Regions from separate parts of the Bos taurus genome. Here region 2 is linked to region 1. The links are chromatin contacts, called in public Hi-C maps. All regions are on one chromosome and are shown on one strand. The core of a region is the stretch at or near the end of the contact, and the rest is flanking DNA. Distances in the headings are between cores, read along the strand shown.

Evidence for each region. Hi-C and Micro-C count contacts between places; a contact is called where the count stands out from the background.
Region 2: a contact with region 1 is called in a Hi-C map of liver, with 2.4 times the contacts expected there. The contact joins the enhancer-like site here to the promoter of PHLDA1 in region 1. A contact is called at or near these places in 2 of 11 Hi-C or Micro-C datasets (liver and skeletal muscle).

What each region holds. Positions count from the first base shown.
Region 1 is chr5:5,573,059-5,580,562 of ARS-UCD2.0, reverse strand. PHLDA1 (pleckstrin homology like domain family A member 1) reads left to right here and starts at 4,689. Exons shown (of 2, transcript NM_001105631.1): 1 at 4,689-5,719; 2 at 6,146-6,665. The coding sequence starts at 4,941. The coding sequence ends at 5,693.
Region 2 is chr5:5,908,357-5,915,860 of ARS-UCD2.0, reverse strand. OSBPL8 (oxysterol binding protein like 8) reads left to right here. Exons shown (of 25, transcript XM_059886816.1): 5 at 5,318-5,455. Among named protein-coding and RNA genes, the nearest start is that of BBS10, 76 kb to the right of the region's middle. Within about 2 kb of position 4,485, at least 1 of the 102 cell types and tissues checked has an H3K27ac peak or open chromatin away from gene starts, as enhancers often do. A contact at or near this core is called in liver, where this site is marked.

The sequences.
Region 1 (7,504 bases), core at 3,440-5,939:
CTTCTGGTGGTCCAGTGGTTAAGCCTCTGTTTCCACTGCAGCGGGTGTAGGTTCCATCCCTGTTTGGGGAAAGAAGATCCTGCATGCCACACTGTGCAGCCAAAAAATAACAAAAACTATTCACAGAAAAAGTTCAGAGAGGCCTACCATGTATAGTAGTAAATCTGTTTTTTAAACTAATACCAAATACATGTATTAGTATGGCAGGTTTTAGAAGTTCTTTTCATAAAGTTTTCTTACAGTTTGACAACTTTAATAGGATGCATTATGAAAATCTGTCAAGTATTTGAAGACATTGATTTTCTTTTTATGACAGATACGGGCTTTTGTGTCAATTTAAAATTTCTACATGTGTTGAACTTCTGTGTCAAGAAATGTATTAGGTGATCAGGACACATCAGAACAATGATCTTTGCCCTCTTGAGCTAGATTGTCTAGGAATGGTAACACAAGCAGTAGGCATTATAAATTATTCATTATGTTAGGAGGTAATACAGATACATGCTATGAGGAAAATTAAGGGAAATTCATAGTTGCAGTTTTAGAGTGATTATGAAAGTCTTCATTGAAATGACATTTGAGCAAAGATGAAGAAAGTGATTGGGATGACTTAGAGATTATATTATAGATGATAAGACAGCAAAGGTAGAATCAGGGAGGCAAGTTAGGGGGCCATGGTGGTAATTCAGGGGAGAGGTGATCAGGGTGGTAATGAAGCAGAGAGATGAACAGAATATAGATATAATTTGAAGGCATAACTGATGGGATTTCTTGACTCAGCTTGTGGTTTGAGTACTGGAAAGTGAGTCAAGGGTTCATGCAAGGCAGGCATGCTTCTAAACATTTCCCGTCCTGGGGTATGTGTGCAGTGGAGACACCAATGATTAAATATCTTAAAAGTTCATTGAAAATATGTCCCATGCTACTGTTTAGCCAAATACCCCTTCATAAGTATGCGGAAGGCCAGGTGTGAATTTCAGATCCTTAAAAGTCCTGTGCCAGAGCCTTCCTTACAAGCAACCCGGTCCTCTGCCGGTGTCCCACCTTCCTTCTCCTCCCACCCCTGCCTCTGATTTGTATGGCAGGGGGCCTCATGCACCTTAGCCTGCATGCTCGAAATCTGTCCACTTCCTTACACACCAGTGCACACAGCGGTGACAGAAATTGCTGAGGTCATTTCAGCAGGGTGTTTGGAATCCTGAATACCTGGAGCGCAGTCTGGAGTGAATATGAGTTCCAGATAAATGTGTAATACTGGTTCTTCAAAGCTCAGGGCTTCTTTCAGTTTGTTTTAAGGGCAGCACCGTTCGATGGGTTTTGGTTTGAGCAGCTGTACAGATAAAATCGCCGTGTACCAAGAAGGGATTGTAGGTAGGTAGAACAGGTTAGGGTGAGGAGATAAGCACATATTTGAGGTCTCCATTAGACACCCAGTAGTAGAAGGAAAAAAAAAATTGAATTTACAGTAACAGTGGCCTGGAATATATAAAAACTGAAGGCAATTTTTCACTACAGCTATAATAACCAGCAAAGTCTTCAAAAACCACAAACTTTAAATGATTCCAGACCCTTACTGAACCAATTCTGTCTAGGAATTATGATTAATATATAAGCCTATGGACAATCAAGCCAATTGTATATAAGCCTATGGACTCCATCCTATGCAGCACACTATCTTATTTATTTTTTTAGCAGAAGCTCTAGGAACTCTGCTTTCTGTGACCAATAATCCCTTCAGACGTTTCCCTCTAACAGACTACTCACTAGTAGTCTCACCAGTATGTGTTCCCTTGCCCAGGTTGCTGCCTTTTTTTTTTTAAACGTTGGAGATAGTTTTTGTTTTATTCTTTAGTAACAATTAGTTGGATATAATTTGGGGAGTCTTGGGCATACAGATGTTATTGAGAATAACACTGGATGGGATCAACATGGGAGTGAGTAGAACCACGTGCTGCACTTTGGGGCAGTCATTGAAAGATTGGGAAGAGGAGGCAGAGGAGTTAGACCATGCGACTAGGGAGGGAGAAAAAGCTAAGTGATGTCCTTGAAGCCAGTGAAGAACTGTATTCTAGAGCAGAAGGTGACCAGCTCTGTCAGATGCTGCTGGTAGACAGCTTGATGCAATTGACTATAATACCAGTTTTGACTTAGCCGTTTCAGACTTGTTTACCAGAGCAGTGGCTTACTTGGCTTTCTAAACTGCAGTAATTTTTAAGTGACATCTGTAGGTTTTCATTATCTACACCTGAAGTTGTGGGGGAGAGAAAGGGGGCAATTATTTCCTGTTACTCATTTTCTGTGAAATAAATTGTCTTTACAAATGGTAATATGGCCATTTTTATGAGTTGGTGGTGACTGGTGAAATTGAAAAGATTTCTGTATTACTGAGATTTCCAATAATCAGTTGCACTGTGTGGTTGGAGAGCTTCCCAAGTGGCATAGTGGTAAAGAGCATGCCTGCCAATGCAGGAGAGACAGGTTCGATCCCCTGGAGGAAATGGCAGCGCACTCCAGAATCCTTGCCTGGAGAATCCCATAGACAGAGGAGCCCGGTCTGTGGGGTTGTGAAGACTGCAGCCACGGCAGCACACTCACAGGTGGTTGGAGAAGGCAAACTGGACGACCGGACTGTTGCCTAAGTTATCAAATAGCCAACTGGAGATTCTGATTGTTAAAGTCTCTAGTTATCTAAGAAGTACTTTTTGAAATTATGCTGTTTGGTTAGACGTTTTTAAGTAATTGAGATAGAATGCATTTGATGCATACGGATAAACTGCAGGTTAGATGACGCCAAAACATTCAGTTTCTCTTAGGAAAATGGCTTGGGTTGCCAGGATATGTCTTTTAGCCAGTCAATTTTGTATTGTATCATTTTTCCATATGAAATGTCTTTTCCCCACTACAACTGCCTCGGAGACTGGAAGCAGTTTTCTAAAGGAGCTGAAGAATGGCATTCTGTTAAAAAGATGAACAGCTGGTCATGTGGAAATTCTCTGGAATGCTCACTTGTCCTGCAAAGGCAGGGGAAAAACAGATATCAGGTGTAGTGTTTGTCATTGTTATACAGAATTGTTTTACTAGAGATCTTTACATGATTTTAATCGCCTTTCTCCTACCAAGACTGCTTATCTATCAACAGTGTGAAGGCCCTGAGAATGCTAAGTGCAGTTCAGTGGGTCTCAGGACTGCTGGACTTTTCTGTGCAAAACATTGTTCCTTTCATCAAGATTCAGGACCCTCCCGTGATTAAAAGTTATCCTTTGTTCTCGATTACCTTGGGATGAACCTCGAATTTCTTAAGCGTGACACAGAAAGAATTTGACTCTTGAGGGGCTCTACAAGCTCATCTGTCACTTCTTCCCCCTTGAATTCTTTGTTCCAGCCAGATGACAGACACTACAGATGAACTCACCTCTCCTTTCTTCCTTCTTGAGCACAAGTAGCAGCCTTTCCTGTTACCCTGGCCAACTCTGACTTGTCCATTCCTCATTTCCTTTGTGTAATTCATATTTTTCAGGGTGGGTACATGGTTGGGATTCTCTAATACATTTTTTGGTTTCGGTTTATGCTCTTTAATCTTTGTTTCCCAGAATTTCTATAGAAATTGCTTAAATGGAGTAGGAGGGAGCTAGGGGCGAGCACAGAATGACCTTCCCCGGGGTTACACATAAATGAGATTAGGAGAGATGACCTGTTGGGCGTTTGCAAAGAGACGGGTCCGCGGAGGCCAACCTGCCCTTTGGAGGTTAAAGTGCGGAATCTCAGAACCGGATGTTACCCCAATTTGCAGTTACTCTTGTGAGATACTGCGGGCTGTACGGAAGGACTTGCGTCACGTAAGATATGGAGTGCCTGCGCTCCAGGCTCGAAAAAAGGAAGGCGAAATGTCATTTCCAGTGGGTCCCCTTCTATCCACTCCCAAAGGGACAGACGGTTGCTCTAACAATCGCGCCCTCTAAGAAGAGCTGGGTAGTGGCCGTAAGCGAATGTGAGCGTAAAGACACCGTATCCTCTCGCCCTTTTCGCACTAAGATGCCTACGTGGGGTCCGGGGGAGGCATAGTTCGCGGGACTCCGCGGCGAGCGAACCTCAGCCCCAGTTCCTCGCTGGCCCGGGCCTGGACCGGGCTCTGCGAGATTTCGGAGCCCAGCGCGAATCCCCAGGGCTAGTTCCGGAGCGCAGAGGGTCCGCCTGGCGTGCCCGGCAGTCTGGCAACTGCGCCCACTTGGCCAGTCCCATACCCACCCGAGGCTGTTCGCGGAAAGCCCCGCCGGGCGGAGAGGCGCGACGGATGGGGATGGCCTCTCGGCGCCCTCTGTGCGTCGGCATTCTTCGCCCGGCAGTCGGGGCGCCCTCGGCCGCGGCCCCGGGCGCAGGACACGAGTTTCCGGGGCTCGACTCCCGGCCGCCAGCCTGGGGAAGAAGCTCGGAAGCGAGTGGGCGGCGGGAGGCGGAGCGAGGGGCGCGGGGGGCGTGGACGCGGCCGGCTTTGGAAAGGCCCCAAGTGAATGAGGCGCGCGCCGGCGGCAGAGCGCCTCTCAGAGCTGGGCTTTCCCCCGCGGCGCGGGCGCCAGGAGCCGCCTTTTCCGCTGGGTGTCACTCGGGGGTGGGGGGTATGGCCCATTCAAAAGCGCCGCGAGGGGGCCCGGCCAGTGCCCTTCAGTGAGCGCTCGCAAGAGGACGGCAGAGGCCCGGCGGCTCGCAGCTCCGGGACCTTGTGGCGCATCAGGACGCGGCTGCCCTGCTGCCCGGACCCCGAGCCGCCGCCGCCGCCACAGCCGCTCTGCTTTCTGCGCGTTAGCCTCCTCTGCGCGCTCCGGCCCGGAGGCCGCGGGAGCCGTTGGGGCGAGGACGGCGCGCGGCTGCTGCTGCTGCCCCCGACCCGGGCGGCTGGAAGCGGAGAGGCCGAGCCGAGCGGCTGCGCCCCCTATGCCAGGAGGATGTTGGAGAGCAGCGGCTGCAAGGCGCTGAAGGAGGGGGTGTTGGAGAAGCGCAGCGACGGGCTGCTTCAGCTCTGGAAGAAAAAGTGCTGCATCCTCACCGAGGAGGGGCTGCTGCTCATCCCGCCCAAACAGCTGCAACATCACCAGCAGCAGCAGCAGCAGCAGCAACAGCAGCCCGGGCAGGGGTCGGTCGAGCCGTCCCAACCCGGAGGCCCCGCCGTGGCCAGCCTCGAGCTGCCAGTCAAGCTCAAGGAATTGCACTTTTCCAACATGAAGACCGTGGACTGCGTGGAGCGCAAGGGCAAGTACATGTACTTCACGGTGGTGATGGCTGAGGGCAAGGAGATCGACTTTCGGTGCCCGCAGGACCAGGGCTGGAACGCCGAGATCACGTTGCAGATGGTGCAGTACAAGAATCGCCAGGCCATTCTGGCGGTCAAGTCCACGCGGCAGAAGCAACAGCACTTGGTCCAGCAACAGCCTCCGCAGCCGCAGCCGCTTCAGCCCCAAAGCCAAGCCCAGCCGCAGCCTCAGTCCCAAGCCCAGCCGCAGCCCCAACCCAAACCCCAGCCCCAGCCCAAACCCCAGCCTCAGCCGAAGCCGCAGCCGCAGTCGCTTCATCCGTACCCGCATTCGCACCCGCACCCGCACCCGCATCCGCACGCGCACCCACTACCGCACCCGCACCCACCGCCGCTCTCGCAGGCGCACGGCCACCGGCTCCTCCGCAGCACCTCCAACTCGGCCTGAAGAGGGCAGCACCCGGCCCGAACGCGGTAAGGTCGGCGCGGGTCCGGGGAGCGGGTCTGGGGGTGTCAGAGCCGGAAGCCTGCTCACGGGTTCGGCTCTTGGGTGGGCAAGGGAGCAATGAACCTAGGTTTCTGGGAGGTGGAGAGAAGGGCACAGACTGCAGGCAGCAGAGGCCAGGCGGGGAGGGCAGGCTGAGGGATGCGCGCTGGGCGGGAAGGTGCCCGCAGCCGCCCGCCCCGCCGACCCGCCCGTGTCCAGGACGCGCGCCCCCGGCCCCGGCCGCGCCGCCGGCCGCCTCCGGGCGCCCTTGGCGCCGCTGGACTATCCCTGGGCACTCGAGGGAGCGACCCCCGTGTTTGTCTGAGCTCCTTTGTCCGCGGGCCAGGCGCCAAGAGAACTGGGTCTGGTAGGAGTCCGAGCTTCTCACTTCCGTCCGTGTCATTTCTTTCCAGGTTTTGGGGACTTGAGGAAGCGGGACGAGCACCTTTCTATTGTCTTCACTTGGATCGAGAACAAGTCTCCCCGCCCCACACCAAATCAAGTAGTTTGAACAGAACCCGACTGATAACTCGTGATTCCACTTATTTTCTGCATACTCTTCTTCACAATGCAGGAAAGATTTTGAGTCCAGAAGGCTTTATTTATGAACCTTTGAGAGGATCTTCCAGTATGGTGGACCTTCTAGGAGGGATGATGTACTGTAATTTTATTTTAATGTATTTTGACTTATTATTTATTAGTGTTTTTTTTTCTAATGCTTGTTCTGAGACATTTCTGAATGTAGGTCATTTTCCAGAAAAGATACTTTATTTTCGAAAAGCTATCCTTAGTAAGTTGTAGTCTTGGAAAAGAAGAAAGAAAAAAGGGGGTACAGAGGCACACAAGAATTTATTCATTATTCCTAGGGCATTTTCAGAAGGTCTGACACTTCATTGTTATTCTAGGTGGTTGAAATTAAACTCTGTGATATTATGTGGGGTTTTCGTTCTGTTTTTTTTGTTTTTTAATTAGTTTTTTTCTCCTTAGACATGTATTTTGTGTAGAACTTTTAAAGAAGTTAAATGTTCAGAATGGTGTAATTATAAAAATCTAATTGCTTTTCTACAAGGAAATCAGTAGTAATGATATCTAATTCAAAATATTTAATACATAACCCAGTTGATGGCAAGATGACCGTATCCTGAATATACAGGAGGACTTGGTCTGCTGTAGGAAAAGCCTTGCTTAGATTATCTTTGTGTGGAGGGTTTAATAATGAGTTTTCTATGATTTCAGAGTATGAGTGCATTAGATGTTTCATTTCAAAAAACGTAGTGAGGGAAAAGAATTATTCCAGTTGTTTGAGAGAACATTTGTGCTCTTATCCACAGTAGAAATTATCCTTCTTCATGAGCTTGGCACACTTGATGTGAACTGCATTTCCTGTCCTTTTTTTTACTTTGTTCTAGAAGCATATTCTAGAATCTCATAGTTTAAAATACAATTTGTGAATGCTTCAAAGGACTGGGAGTCATAGCTTTTTGTTTTTGTTCTGAGAATGTTGACCAGGGACCCGACTGTTTTGCTCTTTGTTGCTCTGTGAGAAATCCAAGGGTTATATGTTTCGTTGTTAGGTTAACTAAACTCAGAAATTGAAAAAGGAAGGACTGGATAAACACTGGATTTGCAGTAAGAAAACAACCCAGTCTTGTTCTAGCAGCAACTTTCAGGAGTCCGGGGGGTTGGTATGGTTGGGGGAAGAGGATGTGCTTTTAAAGGTAGAACAAACCCTCTTCTGTGTGAAATGAAAAGGATGGTCCAAATCTACACGT
Region 2 (7,504 bases), core at 3,236-5,735, 340 kb before region 1:
AGTTTATGAATATTTATTTTGATTTTTGCTATTATGAACAGTGTTGCTATGAACATTTTTATCCTTGTCTTTTGGTATACACATTCCAGGTATAAAGCTAAAAGTGGAATTTTGGGACCCATAGACTATGCTAAACTTCAATGTTATAAGACCTAAGTGGTTTTCCAAAGTGCTTGTGTCAGTTCATACTCTATCATCAGCAATGCGTATGTTGGCTCGCTGACCATATCCTTACCATCATTGGATAGTATCAGACTTACTAATTTTTTTCAGTTTTACTGAGTATAAAATATTTATTTCATTGTGATCTTGATTTGTTTTTTTCCCTTATTACTAAGGAGGATCAAAATCTTTTTGTACATTTATGGGCCGTTTGCATTTCTTCTTCCATGAACTAATTGTTCATGTTTTCCTACCATTTTTCTTCAATTAAAAACATTAATAGATGTTTAATTGACATGCAACATTGTATTAGTTTCCAGTGTGTGACATAATGATTCCATATTTGTATATACTATGAAGTGATAATCACAGTACATTTACTTAGCATCCATCGCCATAGATTGTTACAGAGTTTTTTTTCTTATAATGACAGCTTTTGAAACGTACTCTCGTAATAGCCTATAATGGAGAAGAATCTGAAAAAGAATATAGGTAGATACATAACTGAGTCACTTTGCTGTACACCTGAAACATTATGAGCTATGGTTCAGTTACCAGCTGAGCCACAAGGGAAGCTTCTCTGGTAGCTCAGCTGGTAGAGAATCCACCTACAATGCAGGAGACCCCAGTTCAATTCCTGGGTTAGGAAGATCTGCTGTAGAAGGGATAGACTACCCACTCTAGGGATATGCTACCCAGGCCAGGATTCTTGGGCTTCCCTGGTGGCTCAGCTGGTAAAGAATCCGCCTGCAATGTGGGAGACCTGGCTTTGCTCTGTGGATTGGGATGGTCCCCCAGAGAAGGGAAAGGTTACCTACCCACGCCAGTATTCTGGCCTGGAGGATTCCCAGGACTGTATAGTCGAACACAAACTGAGTGACTTGCACTCTCACACTTCAATTAAAAAAAAAGGTTTACTATCTTAGCACATTTCAGATATGCAGTACAGTATGAACTCTAGTTGCCATGCGGTACATTACATCCACATGACTTCTTTGTTTCATAACTGGGAGTTTGTACTTTTTGACCCATTTTGCACAACCACAACCCCATCCCCCTCTCTGGCAAACCACCAGTTTGTTCTCTGTATCTGTGAGCTCAGTTTTATGTCTGAGTTGCATTCCATTGACTATATATACACCACATTGTCTTCACCCGTTCTTCCATTGATGGATAGTTAGGTTGTCTCCATATCTTGGCAGTTGTAAATAATGCTGCAATGAACATGGACTGCATGTATCTTTTTCAAATTAGGGTTCTCATTTCATTTGGATAAATACCCAGAAGTAGAACTGGTGGATCATATGGTAGTTTTAGGTTTACTTTTTGAGGAACCTCCATACTATTTCCCATGAACCTCCATGCTGTTTTCCATAATGACTGTACCAGTTTACATTCCCACCAACAGTGCTCAAGGGCTGCCTTATCGCTGCATCCTCATCAATACTTATTATTTCTTATCTTTTTAATAATAGCGATTTTACCAGGTGGGAAGTGATACTTCACTGTGCTTTTGATTTGCATTTCTCTGATGAATCGTAATGTCGATCATCCTTTCATGTATACTTTGACTATTGAGCTATAAGAGTTCTTTATGTGTTTTGGATATTAACCCCTTATCAGATATACTATTTGCAAGCATTTTATGCCATTCATTGTATTGATGGTTTCCTTTGCTGTGCAGAAATGTTTTAGTCTGACGTAGTTTCAGTTCTTTATTTTTGCCTTTATTGTCTTTTGGTGTCAAATCTAAAAGAATCATTGCCAAGACTGATGTCAGGGAGCTCACCTCTAGTTTTCTTCTAGGAATTTTATATTTTCAGGTCTTAAGCCATTTTGAGTTAATTTTTTTGTAACAGTAAGATAGAGGTCCAGTTTGTTTCTCTTGTGTGTGGCTGTCCAGGCTTCCCAACAGTATTTATGAAAGAGACTGGCCTTTTCCCTGTTGTATGTTTTTGGCTCCTTTGTCAGAAACTAATTGACCATATACATATAGGTTTATTTCTGGGCTCTCAGTTCTGTGCCATTGATCTATGTGCCTTTTTATGCAAGTGCCATGGAGTTCTGATTACCATAGCTTTGTAATATAATTTGAGATCAGGAAGTATGATGCCTCTAGTTCTGTTCTTCAAGATTGCTTTGGCTATTTGGGGTCTTTTGTGATTCCATGTGCTTTGGCTATTTGGGGTCTTTTGTGATTCCATGCAAGTGTTAGAATTGTTTTTTCTGTTTTTGTTAAAAAACAAATTGCCATTGGAATCTTGAGAGGGATTGCACTGCTTTGGGAGGTGTAGACATTTCAGTGTTGCTCCTCCGGTCCATCATGTAGTGCACCTCTCCATCTGTATCTGTGCTCTTCAGTGTCTGTCCTCGGGTTCTTACAGTTTTCAGTGTACAGGTCTTTCACCTCCTTGGTTAAATTTATTCTTAGGCATTCTTTTTGATGCATTCCTTTACCCTTGTGTTTCTTTTACCTTTTTGATCTTTCTCTAATTGATTTACAGGAATTTTTTTTCAACATATTTTGAATTCCAACTCTTCGTTAATTATATGTGTTACAAATCTCTTGGTTTCCCCTCCCCCAATTTCTTTTTATCTTTTGATTAGGTTAATTCTTAATCCCCACCCCCACCTTGCGCTTTCTTTATTGGTGAGTGTTTCGTGTGTCTTTTTAAGGGAATCATTGCCTACCCCAAATTTATATTCTCTTAAAAGTTTTCAAGTTTTACTTCTTTGCATTCACGGTTTCAAAGATTGCTCAGGCTTCTGTACAGACAATGAACTCTACACAAGCAAGGAGCAAGATGATACAGGTAGAAACTAGGTAGAAATATGCTGCTGTGATCCGTGGAAAGGTAATGGTGTCTTGGAACAGGGTAGTAGTTGTGGAAGTGCAGAGAAGTAGGAGGATCCCAGATAAATTTTGAAGATAAAGATATCACAGATTGACGGAGTATGAAATGTGAGAGAAAGAGAAAAATCAAAGAATACATCTAAAGTTTTTGGCCTGAGAAACTGGAAGAGGAGAATAGTGATTCCATTAACAGATGCTACTGCTGCTACTGCTAAGTCACTTCAGTCGTGTCCGACTCTGTGCGACCCCATAGACGGCAGCCCACCAGGCTCTCCCGTCCCTGGGATTCTCCAGGCAAGAACACTGAAGTGGGTTGCCATTTCCTTCTCCAATGCATGAAAGTGAAAAGTGAAAGCGAAGTTGCTCAGTCGTGTCCGACCCTCAGCGACCCCACTAACTGCAGCCCACCAGGCTCCTCTGTCCATGGGATTTTCCAGGCAGGAGTACTGGAGTGGGGTGCCATTGCCTTCTCCAAACAGATGGGAGAGAGGCAAATCTGGAGGATAAACAAAATAAAGACTGTTGTGGATAAATTTGAGATGTCTGTTAAGTAATACAGGCAGGCAACTGATGTGTGAGTTTTTGAGTTTAGGAGGAGATAAATTTAGTAGTCATCAGTGTAGGATGCTTTTTTATTGATTTGATGGGAAAATAAATTCTTTGTAACTTTACTTGGATGATAAGTGAAGAGTATTTTTGAATTTTTACTTTAAAATTTAAGGAGCTAAAATATAATTTTGAAAACTTTAGCACCATCAAAAGTACATTAATGATTATGTTAAAGGTAATTTCTGTTTAAAATGTTAAAGAAGCAATTTTCCTTGAAAGATATGGTGATTAAAAATATCAGCCTAAGTTCTGCTTAAGTTTGAAATTACATCTAGATTGAAGACAGAATCATTCTCTCTCAAGATAAAGCTTAAGGTTTCTGTAGACTGAAAGCACAGTTACATAAAAATCGAAGAATGGAGATCCTGGGGCACTGTGGACTTGCTCACAATTTGTCCTGCTCCTTCAATCAGTATTTTTTTCTTTTCTGTCCTCTCTGGAACTGGGCATTGCTTTCCTCTATCAGTAGCTTGGTCAGACGGGTGACTAGAAGCCCTAAACACTATTTAGATTTATCATTGAGGCAGCAGGCTCTTAAGAAACCAGACTTTGAACCAAATGGTCCTTTGTTAGAATATTACCAGTATTAGTTTTAGGCAAGGCAATCTCTGAACCTCTAAGTTTCCCCAACTTTAAAATAAGAATCACACCTACTTTCCATGAAAGTTGGAAATTAGAAATTCTAGCACATATGAAATACTATTTTGTGGCTCAGCTGGTGAAGAATTCACCTGCAATGCAGGAGACTGCCTGCAGCACAGGAGACCTGGGTTCGGTCCCTGGGTCAGGAGATCCCCTGGCGTAGGGAATGGCACCCGCTCCAGTATTCCTGCCTGGGAAATCCCATCGACGGAGGAGCCTGGCGGGCCACAGTCCACGTGGTCAGAGTTCACGCAGTCCAGGCCAGTCACAGAGAGCTCGACACAACTTAGTGACTAACCCACCACCACCACGCCATTTTATGCTGCTGTAAACTGGAATGTTTCCTCATTACCAGTGAGGTCGACTGTCTTTTCATATGTATGTTGACCATTTGTATGTCTTCTGCATTGTCTTTTGCTTATTGCTTTGTTGGCAAATATATAGAGTCAATAACACAATGAAAGGTTGATAGTAAACCTTGGAGGACCTTTCATTATCAGAATATGTGTTTTCATTTTTATGAGGTGTGTAATTTGACTCATGACTATAAACTCCTCTTGAATTGATAGCAAACTAAAAATAAAACATTTATTAATTATTTATTAAAGTAATTTAATTTATTAAAGTATTATTAGAGTATTGAGTTGATGAAATGAATATAACCATTGAGGCCATGTCAATCACAGTTCTGCTGCTACTGCTAAGTCACTTCAGTCGTGTCTGACTCTGTGTGACCCCATAGACGGCAGCCCACTAGGCTTCCCCGTCCCTGGGATTCTCCAGGCAAGAACATTGGAGTGGGTTGCCATTTCCTTCTCCAATGCAGGAAAGTGAAAAGTGAAAGTGAAGTTGCTTAGTCGTGTCCGACTCTAGCGACCCCATGGACTGCAGCCTACCAGGCTCCTCCGTCCATGGGATTTTCTAGGCAAAAGTACTGGAGTGGGGTGCCATTGCCTTCTCCGAATCACAGTTCTAGTCCATGTTATTAACTATGCTGTTATGTAAATCTGTGACTTAAGTACTAATTTCTTTTTCCCTTCTTTCCTTGAGCTGTGGTAGCAAACAGTGACGATACTCAACACCTGACACCAGGAAGGATGAGTCAGCGCCAAGGGAAAGAGGCTTTTCCAACGCCAACCAAAGATTTGTATCAGCCATCTTTCAGTCCAGCAAGTCCTCATACCCCGGGTACGGAGTTGTACTTTTAATGTTTTTTGTTGTTACTGATGGTGGGCTCTGTGTGTATGGATTGTTTTGGTTTTTAGGCAGGTCTGTCCTTTGCTGGTGTATCATGATTTTTCTTTTTGACTATTTGGTTTTATAGAGGTTTATGTTTGTTTTGTTTTGGTCATCCATAATACACTTCAAATGAGTGCATTTTCCTTTGGAGTACTTTTTAATTCTCTTTACATTCTCTAAAATATTTGGTTAGTTATACCATTCTTTTAATTCAGTGATTTTCAAACTTTTGGTCTCAGGACTCCTTTAATACTGTCAAAAATTACTGAAGACCCCAAAGAATTTTTATGTGGATTAATTAACCTGTTGATACATACTGTACTGCATATTAAAACTGAAACTTTAAAAAAATGTTTACTTTGTTTTTTGAATTGATGTATAGTTGATGTACTTATCAGCTATATGCATGTGGACTTCCCTGGTGGCTTAGTGGGTAAATAGTCTGCCCGCAGTATGGGAGAGCCGTGTTCAGTCCCTGGCTTGGGAAGATCCCTGGAGAAGAAATGGCAACTCCCTCCAGTATTTTTGCCTGGAGAATCCCATTGACAGAGGAGCCTGGTTGGCTACAGTCCATGGGGTCGAAAAGAATCAGACACGACTGAGTGACTGACACTTTCTACACTTGATATACATATGTATGTTACAGGTGTAAGTATCAGCTCAGTTCAGTCACTCAGTCATGTCTGACTCTTTGCGACCCCATGAATCGCAGCACGCCAGGCCTCCCTGTCCATCACCAACTCCCGGAGTTTACCCAGACTCATGTGCATCAAGTTGGTGATGCCATCCAGCCATCATATCTTCTGTTGTCCCCTTCTCCTGCTGCCCCCAATCTCTCCCAGCATCAGGGTCTTTTCCAATGAGTCAGCTCTTCGCATGAGGTGACCAAAGTATTGGAGTTTCAGCCTCAGCATCAGTCCTTCCAATGAATACCCAGGACTGATCTCCTTTAGGATGGACTGGTTGGATCTCCTTGCAGTCCAAGGGACTCTCAAGAGTCTTCTCCAACAACACAGTTAAAAACCATCAATTCTTCGGTGCTCAGCTTTCTTCACAGTCCAACTCTCACATCCATTCATGACCACTGGAAAAACCATAGCCTTGACTAGACGGATCTTTGTTGGCAAAATAATGTCTCTGCTTTTTAATACGCTATATCTAGGTTGGTCATAACTTTCCTTCCAAGGAGTAAGCATCTTTTAATTTCATGGCTGCAATCACCATCTGCAGTGATTTTGGAGCCCAGAAAAATAAAGTCAGCCACTGTTTCCACTGTGTCCCCATCTATTTGCCATGAAGTGATGGGACCGGATGCCCTGATCTTAGTTTTCTGAATGTTGAGCTTTAAGCCAACTTTTCCACTCTCCTCTTTCACTTTCATCAAGAGGCTTTTTAGTTCCTCTTCACTTTCTGCCATAAGGGTGGTGTCATCTGCATATCTGAGGTGATTGAGATTTCTCCCGGCAATCTTGATTCCAGCTTGTGCTTCTTCGAGCCCAGCATTTCTCATGATGTACTCTGCATAGAAGTTAAATAAGCAGGATGTCAGTATACAGCTTTGACGTACTCCTTTTCCTATTTGGAACCAGTCTGTTTTTCCATGTCCAGTTCTAACTGTTGCTTCCTGACGTGCATATAAGTTTCTCAAGAGGCAGATCAGGTGGTCTGGTATTCCCATCTCTTTCAGAATTTTCCACAGTTTGTTGTGATCCACACAGTCAAAGGCTTTGTCATAGTCAATAAAGCAGAAATAGATGTTTTTCTGGAACTCTCTTGCCTTTTCCATGATCCAGCGGATCTTGGCAATTTGATCTCTGGTTCTTCTGCCTTTTCTAAAACCAGCTTAAACATCTGGAAGTTCACAGTTCACGCATTGCTGAAGCCTGGCTTGGAGAATTTTGAGCATTACTTTACTAGCATGTGAGATGAGTGCAATTGTGTGATAGTTTAGTGATTCACAATTTTTAAGGATTATACTCCTTTTATGTGCTGTGCTGT